2 separate regions of the Mus musculus genome follow, and region 2 is linked to region 1. The links are chromatin contacts, called in public HiChIP or PLAC-seq maps. All regions are on one chromosome and are shown on one strand. The core of a region is the stretch at or near the end of the contact, and the rest is flanking DNA. Distances in the headings are between cores, read along the strand shown. Region 1 holds the start of Mpzl3 (myelin protein zero-like 3). Region 2 has its middle 22 kb from the start of Il10ra.

Region 1 (6,327 bases), core at 1,079-3,578:
CACATCTAGCCCGACTGTAGGTTTGTAATGAGCACAGACAGCGTGCTTGCTGTGTGCTCCCTTTTACCCCCAGCTCAACATTCTCTTCATTTGCAGACTGGAGCCCTTAAGCAATTTATTAGAAGACTTCGTGATACACGATAACTTTAAAAGAAAATAGACTTGTGAAGAAGGCCAACTCAAAGCAAATGACCATTTTTTTTTTCAGTCTTATGTGTGAGAACTGGAAGAGATTATTTAAAATACTTTTGGTTTTAATTCACCTTACTTTAAGGAGAATTTGCCATGGGCCAAAGACTACCTAAATGGAAATAACCAATTTTATTTTTCCCTTTATTTGAGTATAAAGCAAACTTTTCAAGTGGCCTATGGAAAGAAGAGGGATGGCTTTCTTCTTTGTGTCTGGTTACATGGTCTGTGCACACTAGCATTGTTTGGAGAACAGAGACCATCTAAAAGTTCAGGTCCAGGGTGAATCTTTGCGATGTGATGGTTTAGTCTTCACTGACTGGGCCACACAGACTATTTCTTTTTAACAAACTGGAATTTCCAAAAGATTCTATTTCTACATATTGGATCTTGTAATTTTACCCAGTCTTTACAAACAAATTGGCATAATTTAAATATAAATTTTGGTCTTGAAATTCATTCTATACATCTTGTTCCACTTTTTAAAATGCCTAAAAAAGGTTTTGTTTTTATTTCTCTCCCTCCCCCCCCCTTAAAAATTAAGACAGGGTCTCACTACTATATAGTTCTGTCTATCCTAGAACTTGCTCTGTAGACCAGGCTGTCCTTGAACTCAGAGATCCTACTGCCTCTGCCTCCCTAGTGCTAGGAATAAGGGCATGTTCCACCATACCCTGGTCTAAAATTTTGATACCTAGTTTTGAAGCTACAAGTTAGAGCTATATTTTCTCTTGTGAATATAACAACTGGATATTTCTTTAAACAGATGGCCTGTGTATATTTCATATTTGTAATGAAGTAGTTAAAAACTCACAGAGAATGTCTCCAGGGAACTTGCAGCTTGTGTCTTGTTTGAATACTCATGGGATATCAGGTTCTTGTTCAGTGTCTCCTTCCTAAGAGTACTTTTGTACTGTAACTTATTTTTTATTATGCATGAATCACTGTGTAAATAAACCCTTAGTAATAAAGAACTATGATTTTTATTATTTGCTTACAAACAAATCTGCAAAATTCACAACAGCAGTTAATGGAAAACAAGGGAAGATGTTTAACTTTGCTCAAGTTTTCTTGGTAGATAGTAGAGTTAGACACGCAGAGCAATCATTAATTGATGAAATTAATTTCTAGTAGTTTTATATTTCTATAGGCTTCACATATTGCTTTGGAGGACTGGGAAATGGGCAAAATGATAGCACACATTTGGAAGACTCATTTCTTGGACCTAACCCTAATCTGAGTCTTACGACTGAAGTCCAGGTTGTCCTTAGTTCTTCTGCCCCAGTCTTGCAGATCTTGGATTTACAGGCTTTTGCCATCCTACCTGACTTAGTTTGGGAACTTTAGAAACAAGGATATTTGTTTTTCTACTCTTGATTCTTCTCATAGAAAAAACTACCGGCTTCCAAGTCTAGTAAAGTATGCCAATGGAAAATGTCAGCTATGAAATATTTCCAAAAGCTGAGGCTTTTTATTCCCTTTTACTTTCATTAACCATGGCGGGTCCAGGAGAATTGAGTGATTACACCAGTAAAGCGGGGTCCTTTCCACCCTTTCTTTCAGAGCATGTTAGACTGTCTCATTCCACGTCAAGTACCGTGATAATGATATCCTTACTTTTAAAATGCAAAGATACACAAACCCAAGTTCCTCCTCTCCTTTAATACACACTGTAATGATTTCATCATCACTGTCACTGCAGTAATTTAATAAACATCCAATTCTGAATGATGTAATGGCTACATTAAAAGGTACACAAATGACGACGCTTGCACGTATTTACCAAAGGACCCAAAAAAGATATATTTATTCTGATCTTGGATGGTCGCCTACGTTTTCCTGAACTTCAAATGTATGAGAATCTTTTGTGAGGGTTCAACTTAGATATTCTAGAGAGATAACTTCTGGATTACAGTCGGAGGATCGAGCCTGGTTCCCTGGAATTCCATAAAAATAGAACTGTTTTTTCAGTCTGTAGCCAATCTGAAGCAGAAGAGCGCAATCAGATCCTCCTGAGAGTCAAAGAACCGCTGATGAGGGTAACCGGGTACGATTCTAGTAACAATCCTTGTCCCTGATTGAGGTTGGGTCCGGGACGGCTCTTTCAAAGGTGACTCCCGACATGACGTCACTTCCGGCACCACCTGCATGGTCCCCGGGAGGCGTAAAGAGGGTGTGTAAGTATCGGAAGAGCTGTCGGGATGCAGCTGGCAAGAGGAACAGTAGGAGGCCGTGGCTGCGCTCTCTTTCCACTGCTGAGCATCCTAGTCGTCCAGGGTGAGTGCGCCAGCTGGCTGGACTCCACTTCCGGCAGGGGGCGGGGGGGTCAGGAAAGATGGTCGCTTTTCCGGTTCCGGGTTGGGGGGTCTCAGAAAAGCCCCCGCTCGGCTTCTGCGAAGGAAGGAAGGAAGGAAGGGAAGGAGGGGGTGTGGGATGGTTTTCTTTCCCGGCTAGCACCTCCCACTGCGGAGAGTTGGTTCCCCTCAGCTCTCAGAGCCCGACCACCTTGTGAGACTTGACACCGCCTTGATGATGCCTTGACGAAACCACAGCGAGCACAGGCTTGGCGGACACTCACTGCTCTTGTGAGATTCTCTGTGCTTGTCTGCCAGGGTTCTGAGTTGCTGTTACACCCTGGTCGGAAACCGGGCAATTCGTGTTCCAGTTATTTTGAGAGACACAATCAGGGCTAGGGAAAAAAAGGAAAAAAAAAAAAAAAAAGAAAAGAAAGGAAGAAAGAAGAAGAAGAGGAAAAAAGGAAAATCATGACTTAGTGATTTTATTTCAGGGGCTTTTAAATAAAACATTTTAGACAAGAGTTATAGTGTGATTTTTCTTATAGCAGGCATATTGCTGAAGAAAAGGCACCTTAGGACTTTCTAAACATTCTGAAGTATAAGAAAAGTCATAGCCATTCTTCTGAAACTTGAATCTTTTAACTATTGTCAGTACAGTGTTGCCATAATGACACTATTGTAAGGTTTGGATAATTTTACTTTCATGCTATTCCAATTTCTAAATTTCAATCCAAACTAATTAGCTTCATTTTGAAATGCGAATATTCTCTTGATTAGTGTGTGTGTGTGTGTGTGTGTGTCTTCCTAAGAAATGGAATACTGGTATAGCTAGCATTAGAATGAATTGTTGTATTGTAGCATTTCTCTGAAAATAATGGACATTTCTGAAAGGGGTCTTTAATATTGTGTAAGTATTAGGTGGCTGAGTCTCATCAGGTAAGATGAGGAGGTTTTTGTTTATCTGGTGACTAATCTGCATGTTGCCAGCACACTCCCTGATCCCTCCCAGCTACCTATGTCATCATAAATGTCCAGTTTTCCCTCTGAGTTCTTTTTACAACAGAGCCAGGCCTACTGTCACCTCATATAAACTCATATATATATATATATATGCATACATACACACACACACAGCAGGGCTGTGGAGGGAGAAATGTCCACATATTGTCCCAATGAGAAAAAAAAAAAAAGATCCTAGAAATTGTGTCTTTTTGTAGATCTAGTGTCATTTCACATATACGAGCAGGTGTCAAATCTAGCAAAACAAATGGTTCAAATTAACTCTGGAGGGCTGGTGAGATCAGTAGGTAAAGGGGCTTGCTTTGCAAGCCTAAAGACCTGGTTCCATCTTCAGACTCTACATACAGGTGAAAGGAGAGAACCAATTCAATAGAGTTGCCTCTGATCTGTACAAGTATGGACACATTCTATTAATAGTTTTAAAGTTATTGATCACTGTGTAGAAACCTATTAAAGATATAGATTTAAACTCCTCACCCACTCCTCCAGGTTTTTTTGAATAGATTTACATTCTGCCTTTAAAACAAACAAACCAGGGGTCTGGAGAGCTGGCTCAGTGGTTAAGAGCATTTGCTGCTCTTCTGTAGGACTCTGGTTTGAGTCACAGAGTTGACGTCATGGCTTACCATGATTTGTAACTCCAATCCCAGGGAATCAGATATCCTCTTTGGCCTTCATAGACCCCCGATATGCAAGTGCTGCACATAAAGGCAGAATTCCCAGACACATAAAATAAAAAAACAAAGGTGGGTAGTTCACAGGCCTATTCATTCACTAAAATACAGTTCAGTAATTTTTAGTGTGCATGGTGTGCAATCATCATTACAACCACTTCGGGAACATTTTTATCACCCAAAAGAGAAACCCTGTATCCATTCTGACCTTCCCACAGGCTCTGGAAACCACCAATCTGCCTCTTTAAACTTTTGTCTACTCTGGGCACTTAATACAAAGTGAACCAGCCACGCGCCCCTTTGTGAGTAGCTCTCTTCACGTGGTGTGTTTGCAGTGCTCCATCTGGTTGGTTGTCTGTTGGTTCGTTTTGTCTCTTTTGAATCGCAGGTGGTGGGCTTTGCTTTCCCACTAGTGTTTACTCGCCATCCCTCTTCAGAGACTGAAAACCCTTACATTGTTGTCATGTTTGAATTGGCCTTCAGTTTTAAGTCTGATTCTGCTTGTTTCAGTTGGCTAAGTATATATAAATGATAGGCTGGGGGTCTGGGGATGTAGCTCTGGGTGTAATGATGCATGCATGTAATCCTAGCACTGGGGATGTGGAGGGAGGAGCACCACAAGTTCAGAGTCATCCTCAGCTGCATAGTGAATATGAATCAAACCTGAGAAGCAGGAGACCCTGTCTGAAAAAAACAAGAGAAGGAGGAAAGGGAAGAAGGGAAGCAATAATGGTGGAGAGCCCAGTATTACACCTTTTCATGTAATGCCAGTATGTAAATTTAAGATAGGAAGATTTGCAATTTGGATGTACAAAGTCAGTGCCTTTGATTTTGTCATATTTAATTTCTTTCAGTTCTAAAATTATTTTATTAGAATGTGATTTGTATTTTTCATTAAATGGTTTTGTTAATTTTCATATTTTTTATGGTTGTGGCTGGTTTTACTTGGCCAGAATAAATATCAAGCCAGAACACGGGTGATCCCATCACTTGGAATCCTGAGGCAGGAGGATGGAGTGTTGGAGGCTGGACTAGCTTTGGCTACATAGCATGATCCTGTCTCAAGAAACGAAATAAAAATAAAACAAAAGTTAAATGTCTGAAAGGATATTGTGCTAAAGTGGGGGGAAATTTGAATCGCTGTAACATGGGGGAAGATTTGAATGGCTGTAACATAGGAGTAGAGAGAGTTTTAAGAAGGGATTTGAGAGAAAGATAGAAATATGGAGACAAGAGAAGGAGAGGAGAAAGGAAGAGAGAAACAGAGGTAGGGAGAAGAGACAGAAAGAGAAAGGGAGGAAATGGAGAGAGAGAAGCGGGGACACTGGGTGGAGAGCTGGCTGGAGGAACAGCTTGTGTTACAGATCTGCAGATCTTGTGTTAGCTCTAAAGCAGGCATTGGCAGCCATTTCCAGTAATGGAATGAGAGTAAACGTTTAGGGTGTGTGGGCAGCTGTTCTCTGCCACTTCTCAGTTTCTGCCAGGTGTGCAAAAGCAGCCAAACAAACCAATGTGGTGGCATTCTGATACAATTCTGTTTACACAAAGGTTGGAGTGTTTTAGCTATTTCCTGTGTGATCAGGGGAGAGACTGATTGGTTTAGACAATCTGGGTTACCCATGGAGCAGATAGCAGGGTGACAGCTAATTATTATGAGTTTGTTCCTTTCTCATGAAAGCCATCTGCTTCCACTTGAATCATGGGTCATAGGTTGCTGACCCCTGACATGCTGTTCTTTGACATTATCCCTTAGGTATCAAAGACACGTAAACTTACCCCAAGTGAGACTCGTGGCTGGTTTCCCCTCTTTCAGTGAGTGGCTTTTTTGAGTAGAAACTGAGAGTCATTCTTGACACCTTTCTCCCTCCAGCATTAATTTCTTGTGGGAACTGTCTGCGAATTTGTGTGATATGTTTTTCCTCCTTCAGTATACCAGCCCAGTCTAGAAGTGATTATTCAGAACTGATCTTTTCCTGAATGCGTGCAGACAGAAGCGTGGAGGGAGGCATTGGAAATTCCATAAAGAAGGTGATAGGGAGAGAATGAGTGAGCAGTGCACATGTGTTCTTACACTAGTAACCTCGGTGACCCTCCCAGTTTCTCTCTGCCCGCCTCCCTCCCTCTGGAGTTTTGCCCTGATGGTGCTT
Region 2 (6,327 bases), core at 2,246-4,745, 240 kb after region 1:
GTGTGTGTGTGTGTGTGGAGAGAGAGAGAGAGAGAGAGAGAGAGAGAGAGAGAGAGAGAGAGAGAGAGAGAGAACGCACACAATGAGTGAGAGGACAGCTTGTCTGAGTTGGATTTCAGATTTCTTCTTTTACCACCCGGGTCCCTGGGGTTTAACTCCAGTCCTCAGACCTGGCTATAATAAGCACCTTAACCCACCAAGTCATTTTGCTGTGTCATCTCTTTTTATGCTAATCAGTCCAGCTGGGCTCTATGAATTTTACTAATTTTTTTTTTCATGGAACAACATTTTCATGTTATTGACTTTTTTTTTTTTTGAGACAAAGTCTTATGTAATCCAGGCTGTCCTTGAACTTCTGACCCTCCTGCCTCCACATCTCCAGTGCTGGGATTACAGGCGCGTGCTGCCATGACCAGTTTACATGGGGATGGAGATCAAACTCATGGCTTTACGCATCCTTGACCAACACTCTGCCAATTGAACTATATCTTCATTCTGACATCTGCTTTGTTTTGTTTTGATTCTATTAATTCATACTCAGATATGAATTATTTTTCTTGTCTGCTTAGTTGGAGCCTAATTTTTGCTTCTCTCTCTCTCTCTCCCTCTCTCTCTCTCTCTCTCTTTCTTCCTGACTTCCTAAGGTAGACTTTCTAGGGGAGCCATGAAGAGCTACACATTTCCCTTCCGCTCTGTTTAGCCACAGCCCACACACTTCCATATGTTGTGTCTTCATGTTACACAGTTCAGAATACTCTGTAATTTTCCTTGTAAGTTTTGTTTTACTGGACAGTGGGCTATTTGAAAATACAGGATGAAAAAAAAAGAAAATACAGGATGCTATTTCAAGACATTTGGAGATTTTCCAGATACCTTTCTGATATTAATTTCCAATTAACTCCATCCTGGTACAGTGGGGGGCAAGTGGACCATGCCACCAGACAGGAGAACTGGTAAGGTTGAAGAAGGGTCACAACCCTGGCAATCTCAGAATTGAGAACGGTAGGCATGGGACCAGCTCCCTGCCTGATCTACCTGTCCTGGCACATGTAGCCATGACACCCCATGGAGAGAGCCATGACAGAGGTCATGTAGCATAAAAACCTGGAGTTCTCCATGCTAATGAGGTATCTAGATAGGCCCAAGTGTTCAGCCAATGAGCTTCCCTCCCTGGGCATCCCTTCCCATAGAATGTATTTAATTCCTGGTTCACCTTGAGTAAGACAAATGCATGTACATATGCCATAAAAAAATAAAGCAGTTTGGACAAGCAAGTACTTTCTCCTTCATCAAAGACTACTGCAGGGGGAGGCCTTCTTTATAAAGAGCCTTGCCTAAATCTCCCAGAGAAGGCCTTCTCTCCTTCAGCCTCTCCATCCTCTTACTCTCGGCACTCAACAAACAGGATTCTGCCCTGTCCAAGGCTCAGACATCCCCCTTTCTACCTGACATATAGGGGAAGGCCAGACCCTCGGACCCCGATCTCAGTGTTTCTCATCCGGAAGAACATAGCTGGGACCCCTATCATGGACTGTTCCACCTCCCCTGAGTGGCATCCCAGCAGCGAGGCAGGGTCAAATTGATGGACAGTGCTATTCAAGGGTGCCATGTTCTTACAGTTTTTCTCTCTGCTTAGTCCCACACTTACTGGAAGAAGGGTGTTGAAACTGTTAATTGTAATGGTAGATTTGTCTCTTTCTCCTCACAGCAGTTCACCTTCCTTGCATTTTGAGGGCACATAAACAGTAAACATTAGCAACCTCTTGATTAACTGATATCTTTATCAGTACAACATGAACTTCTCCATCTCTGGCAATTTTTTTTTGCTCTGATTTACTTTGATATTAATATTGCTGCTCCAATTTCCCCTCGACCAGCACAGTACATCACTGCTGTCCTTTCACCTTTAACATGTATCTTTGTTTTGTTTTGCTTGAGACAGGGCTACTCTCTCTAACAGCCTTGGCTGTCCTGGAACTCACTCTGTAGACCAGGCTGCCTCGAACTCACAGAGATCCATGTGCCTCTGCCTACCAAGTGCCAGGATTAAAGGCACGCACCACTATGGCTGGCTTACAGTGCATTTCTTGTTGGCAACAAGTAGTTGACTCTTACCAAGCCTTGCAACTACTGCCTTTTAATTTATATGTAAATGATTGTTGACAGGGTTAGACTTCTCCCTGTTTCTTTTAACCTCATCTCATCTTTTCTATATTTCCTGTTTCCTGTTTGTTTCCACCATCTCTGGATGGATGAAGTAATTTCACCTTCTCTTTGCTAGCTTTTTTTTTTTTTTTTGAGACAAGGTCTTGTGTAATCTAGGCTGTCCTTAAACTTCTGACCCACTTGCTTTCCCCTCTTGAGTGTTGAGATTCAGGCATGTGCCATGTGCCACCATAACCAGTTTAAATAGGAATGGGAATCAAACCCATGGCTTTATGCATGCTTGGCCAACACTCTCCCAACTCAGCTCTATGCATATTCTGACTCTGTTATTGGGGTGAGCTTGGCTGCTCTTGAGGTTATATACGTGACTTTACTTCCAAGTGGTCATGTGACACTTTCTTATGCACAGTACAAGAACCTATAACACACGTGTGTCTCTCTCTTCCCAGCTTTTACCCTACTTTTGTTTTTACATATATTTTAAACCCCCACAATAAATCACAGGTTTCTTTTAGATTTAATAGTCTTTTGTAGTTAAAAGGGCTTTAATTATTTTTTAAGAATTACATTTACTAACAAAGTTACTACCATCCAAAGCATTCCGAGGCCCACTATGAAGGCCCCTGATTCCCACACAGTATCATTTCTCTGTGCTCGAACAGTTTCCCTGAGCAGTGTGGCTCACCTGGGGAAGTTCCGTTAGCTTTGATGCATCTGAAGAGTTTATTTTTAGGAGGCAGTTTTGCTTGGACTGTGTTTTGTTTTCCTTTTAATGTTTTTTAAAGTATTTTTTAAAATTTATTATATGTATATAAGTACATTGTAGCTGTCTTCAGACACACAAGAAGAGGGCATTGGATCCCATTACAGATGGTTGTGAGCCACCATGTGGTTTCTGGGAATTGAACTCAGGACCTCTGGAAGAACAGTCAGTGTTCCTAAGGGCTGAGCCATCTCTCCAGCCCCGTCCTTTTGATGTTTTAAAGATGGTACCGCATAGTCTTCTTTCTTGTGTCATTCCTGCTGGGAAATAAGCTATCACCTATCTGAACTCTTCCTTTGTCCTTAAGAAGCCCAAGCAGCAAGGCTCTAGTGGGGCTTGGCTGCAGCACCTCGGGACAGACGGTATCATGGTGGGAGACCGTGCGTGAGGCAGATGACACCACAAATAGGAAGCCAGAGACCTGGGGAAAACTAGTAAAGGCCACCTTCTGGGCTCACCTCCTAAAAGCTCTACTTTCTTAGGACATCCCGACACTGAGGGCTGTGCAGATTCATTTATATTCAGAACACAGAATTGTAGTCGCTACTCTATACCACAGTGCCTCAGAAGCTGGTGATATCATGACAGAGAAAACGCCCACTAAGCCTCAGTATGGTTTGGTGAATCTTTACAAAGGCATAGAATTTATACCACAATCGTTTTCAGTTTTGAGTTCTGAGGGTTTTTTTTCCATATATATGGAAACCACACCTGTACATGCACACGCACACACACACACACACACACACACACACACACACACACCTATATGTATGTGTGGTTTTACTTTCAGTCTAGGCTAGGCTGGAGCTCAATTTGGCAATTCATCTGCCTCAGCCTTCCAAGTTCTGAGATTACATCTTTTTACATGTCTGCATAGCTCTCTTCTGGCTATCTGTCTTTTCAGCTCAGTAACAGAGAATGACCATTGATGAAACATTCAATCTGCCCCCATCCCAGCCCTGGCACCCTCTTCAACGTTCCCCAAATCAGGCACCTATAAAGTTGACACCTGGTACAAGATAGACACTCTGAACTCTTGCTTACATTGACTGTTCAGTGTTTTGAATTTTATTTCTGAAAATACCACATCTACCTAGTCAACTCCTCTCTTAATTGACATTAGATTAAAAACTCTCACTTAAAGTGCTAAGATAGATGATCCTTGTGCCGCCCACTCCTTGGGAGCTCTACAATGGCGTCTTCAGGGCGGGCTGTCACGAGAGGGATTTTGTGGCTAAGGGCCATGCATTTTGTCGAAATGCATTTTGAGATTTAATTTTGCAGGTGAAGTTTTGTTTTGTTTGGTTTTAAGATCATTTCCTTGGAGGAAATTTCCAGAACCCAAGTGACAGGGTAATGGGTCATAGGAGTGTTGAAAGACTTGGCTGTACATCATTAACAAGGCAAGCATTTTGAAGCCTGACTGGGCCCTCCCTTCATAGCTCTCTGGGTGGACTTGAGCTTTGCTGAAGGCTGGTTTTACTTGAGACAGCCAAGGAGGAGAGAACACTGGGCCATTTCTCAACTCTTGAATAGCTAGAAATCTGGGGAATTAATAGTGTCATCTGGGGAACAAGGAGGCTCATATCCTGGGAGATGCCCTGTCTCCCAATGTCCTTCTATCCATACTGGAGGCCCATTATCTCCTCCTTCCTACCAGCATGTGGAGAGTACCTCACAGCCTGGCAGCACCTCCTATTGTTTTTATTCCCAAAACTAGGATGGAGCCTGGCACACATCTATGTATGTGTATATATGTACATATCTTTGATATATGTATGTGTGTGTGTGGAACCCAAATATATATTATCCCCAAAAACACATTTCTAAAAATGTTTAGTTGTTGAATAAATGAATACCTGCTATCTGCTCTGTAGTTGGTACTGATAGTATTTCATTTGCACCTATAATATTACTTAATAACCTCATAAACTCAGGGATTGGTTGGCTTCATTATCTCCATTTTTCAAGATAAATACATTGACAATCAAAGAGGGAAGAAACTTAATTTTTTTGTTTGTTTGTTTGTTTGTTTCGAGACAGGGTTTCTCTGTGTAGCCTTGGCTATCCTGGAACTCACTTGGTAGACCAGGCTGGTCTCGAACTCAGAAATCTGCCTGCCTCTGCCTCCCAAGTGCTGGGATTAAAGGCATGTGCCACCATGCCCGTCGAAAAAACTTACCTTAAGCCATACCCTTAACACACTTCAAGGGTAACATGAGACCTCAGACACACCATTCCCCACCCTCTAGGATCACTGGAATGCTTGATATTATAATGGCATGTGGCATGTTAGTCACACCATCTCCGAAGACAGTGACTCGTGTGTCTTGGATAGCTTGGAAAGGTGACCCTGAACTTTGTAGGCAAGTGGCACCGGTCAAACACCATGTGGTCCACGTGGTAGGTGCAGTCGTTGCTTCTATCTCTGTCTCCATCCCGTCTCAGTCTTTATAAATGTCAGGAAGATGCAAAGAGGGCCATGGAGAGGTTTTAAGAGAAGGGACTGGACCATCTGTGTCAGGATTCCCTGCAGTCTGTAAACAAATGCACATTAGCGGGCATCCATAAAGCAATCACATAACATTTTCTTTATGTTATTTGTTTGTTTGGGGGCAGTGTCTCATGTAGCTCAAGGTGTCCTTAAGCTTGCTATGTATTCAAGGATGTTCTTGAACTCCTGATCTCCCTGCCTCGGGCTTCCAAGTGCTGTGCTTGTGCATAAATTCTACCATGTCTGACTTTAAAGTTAGGTTTTGTAAGACTTGAACCCAAAATAAGAATTTTAACACCTTCTCCAACTGAGTCTCTAGGTACGCCTTTCAAGCCACTGCCTTAGGAAGAGGGCCCTAACACCAGAGCTTCAGGCTTGTAAGCACACACAGGCATTCCCTGCTCGTATTTGGTTACTAAAGCATGCTGGGGCTGTTCAGGCTGAGTGAAGAGGGCACTAGATCTACCACACGTAATGGTGCCACATCCTGGACACGCAGAGCTTCTCCTTATGACTAGATCAACAATCTCATCTCAGTTGACATTTGTCAGGAACAAGATGTCATATGCTAATTGCCCATGACATAACCACTGAATGACAGACCAGAGAAAAGCTGCTGGGTCAAGGGTCAAGCCTTTGGTTTGTTCGTTTGTCTTAGTCGGGGAATGCTCTTTGACCCTGCCCTGGCTTCTGGGACCAAAGATGATAAGAGCAGGAAAGGGGGAAAGGGGCTCCTAAAGGCACTTTTTTTTAAAAGCTGAAGTTATGCAAGGCTCTTTATAACTTATCGAAAGAGGAAATAGGTGGGGCCCCAGCTTTTATTAAAAAAAAAAAAACACTGAAAAAAAAGTCAAATGTGGGTTCAGAGGTGTGGAAAAAGCCATTGAGTTAATAAACCAAC

What was found. HiChIP or PLAC-seq counts read pairs in DNA pulled down with a chosen protein or histone mark.
Region 2: a BATF HiChIP or PLAC-seq map of CD8 T cells shows a contact between it and region 1, with 14 read pairs. The contact joins the enhancer-like site here to the promoter of Mpzl3 in region 1. A contact is called at or near these places in 1 of 39 promoter capture datasets (neural stem cells), 2 of 484 Hi-C or Micro-C datasets (CD8 T cells and double positive thymocytes) and 3 of 115 datasets of contacts at active chromatin or transcription factors (CD8 T cells, bone marrow-derived macrophages and effector CD8 T cells).

The regions. Positions count from the first base shown.
Region 1 is chr9:45,052,853-45,059,179 of GRCm38.p6, forward strand. Mpzl3 (myelin protein zero-like 3) reads left to right here and starts at 2,329. Exons shown (of 6, transcript NM_001093749.3): 1 at 2,329-2,466. The coding sequence starts at 2,391. Mpzl2 (myelin protein zero-like 2) reads left to right here. Exons shown (of 6, transcript NM_007962.4): 6 at 1-1,191.
Region 2 is chr9:45,288,381-45,294,707 of GRCm38.p6, forward strand. No RefSeq gene overlaps it. Among named protein-coding and RNA genes, the nearest start is that of Il10ra, 22 kb to the left of the region's middle. Within about 2 kb of position 3,496, at least 36 of the 459 cell types and tissues checked have an H3K27ac peak or open chromatin away from gene starts, as enhancers often do. A contact at or near this core is called in CD8 T cells and effector CD8 T cells, where this site is marked.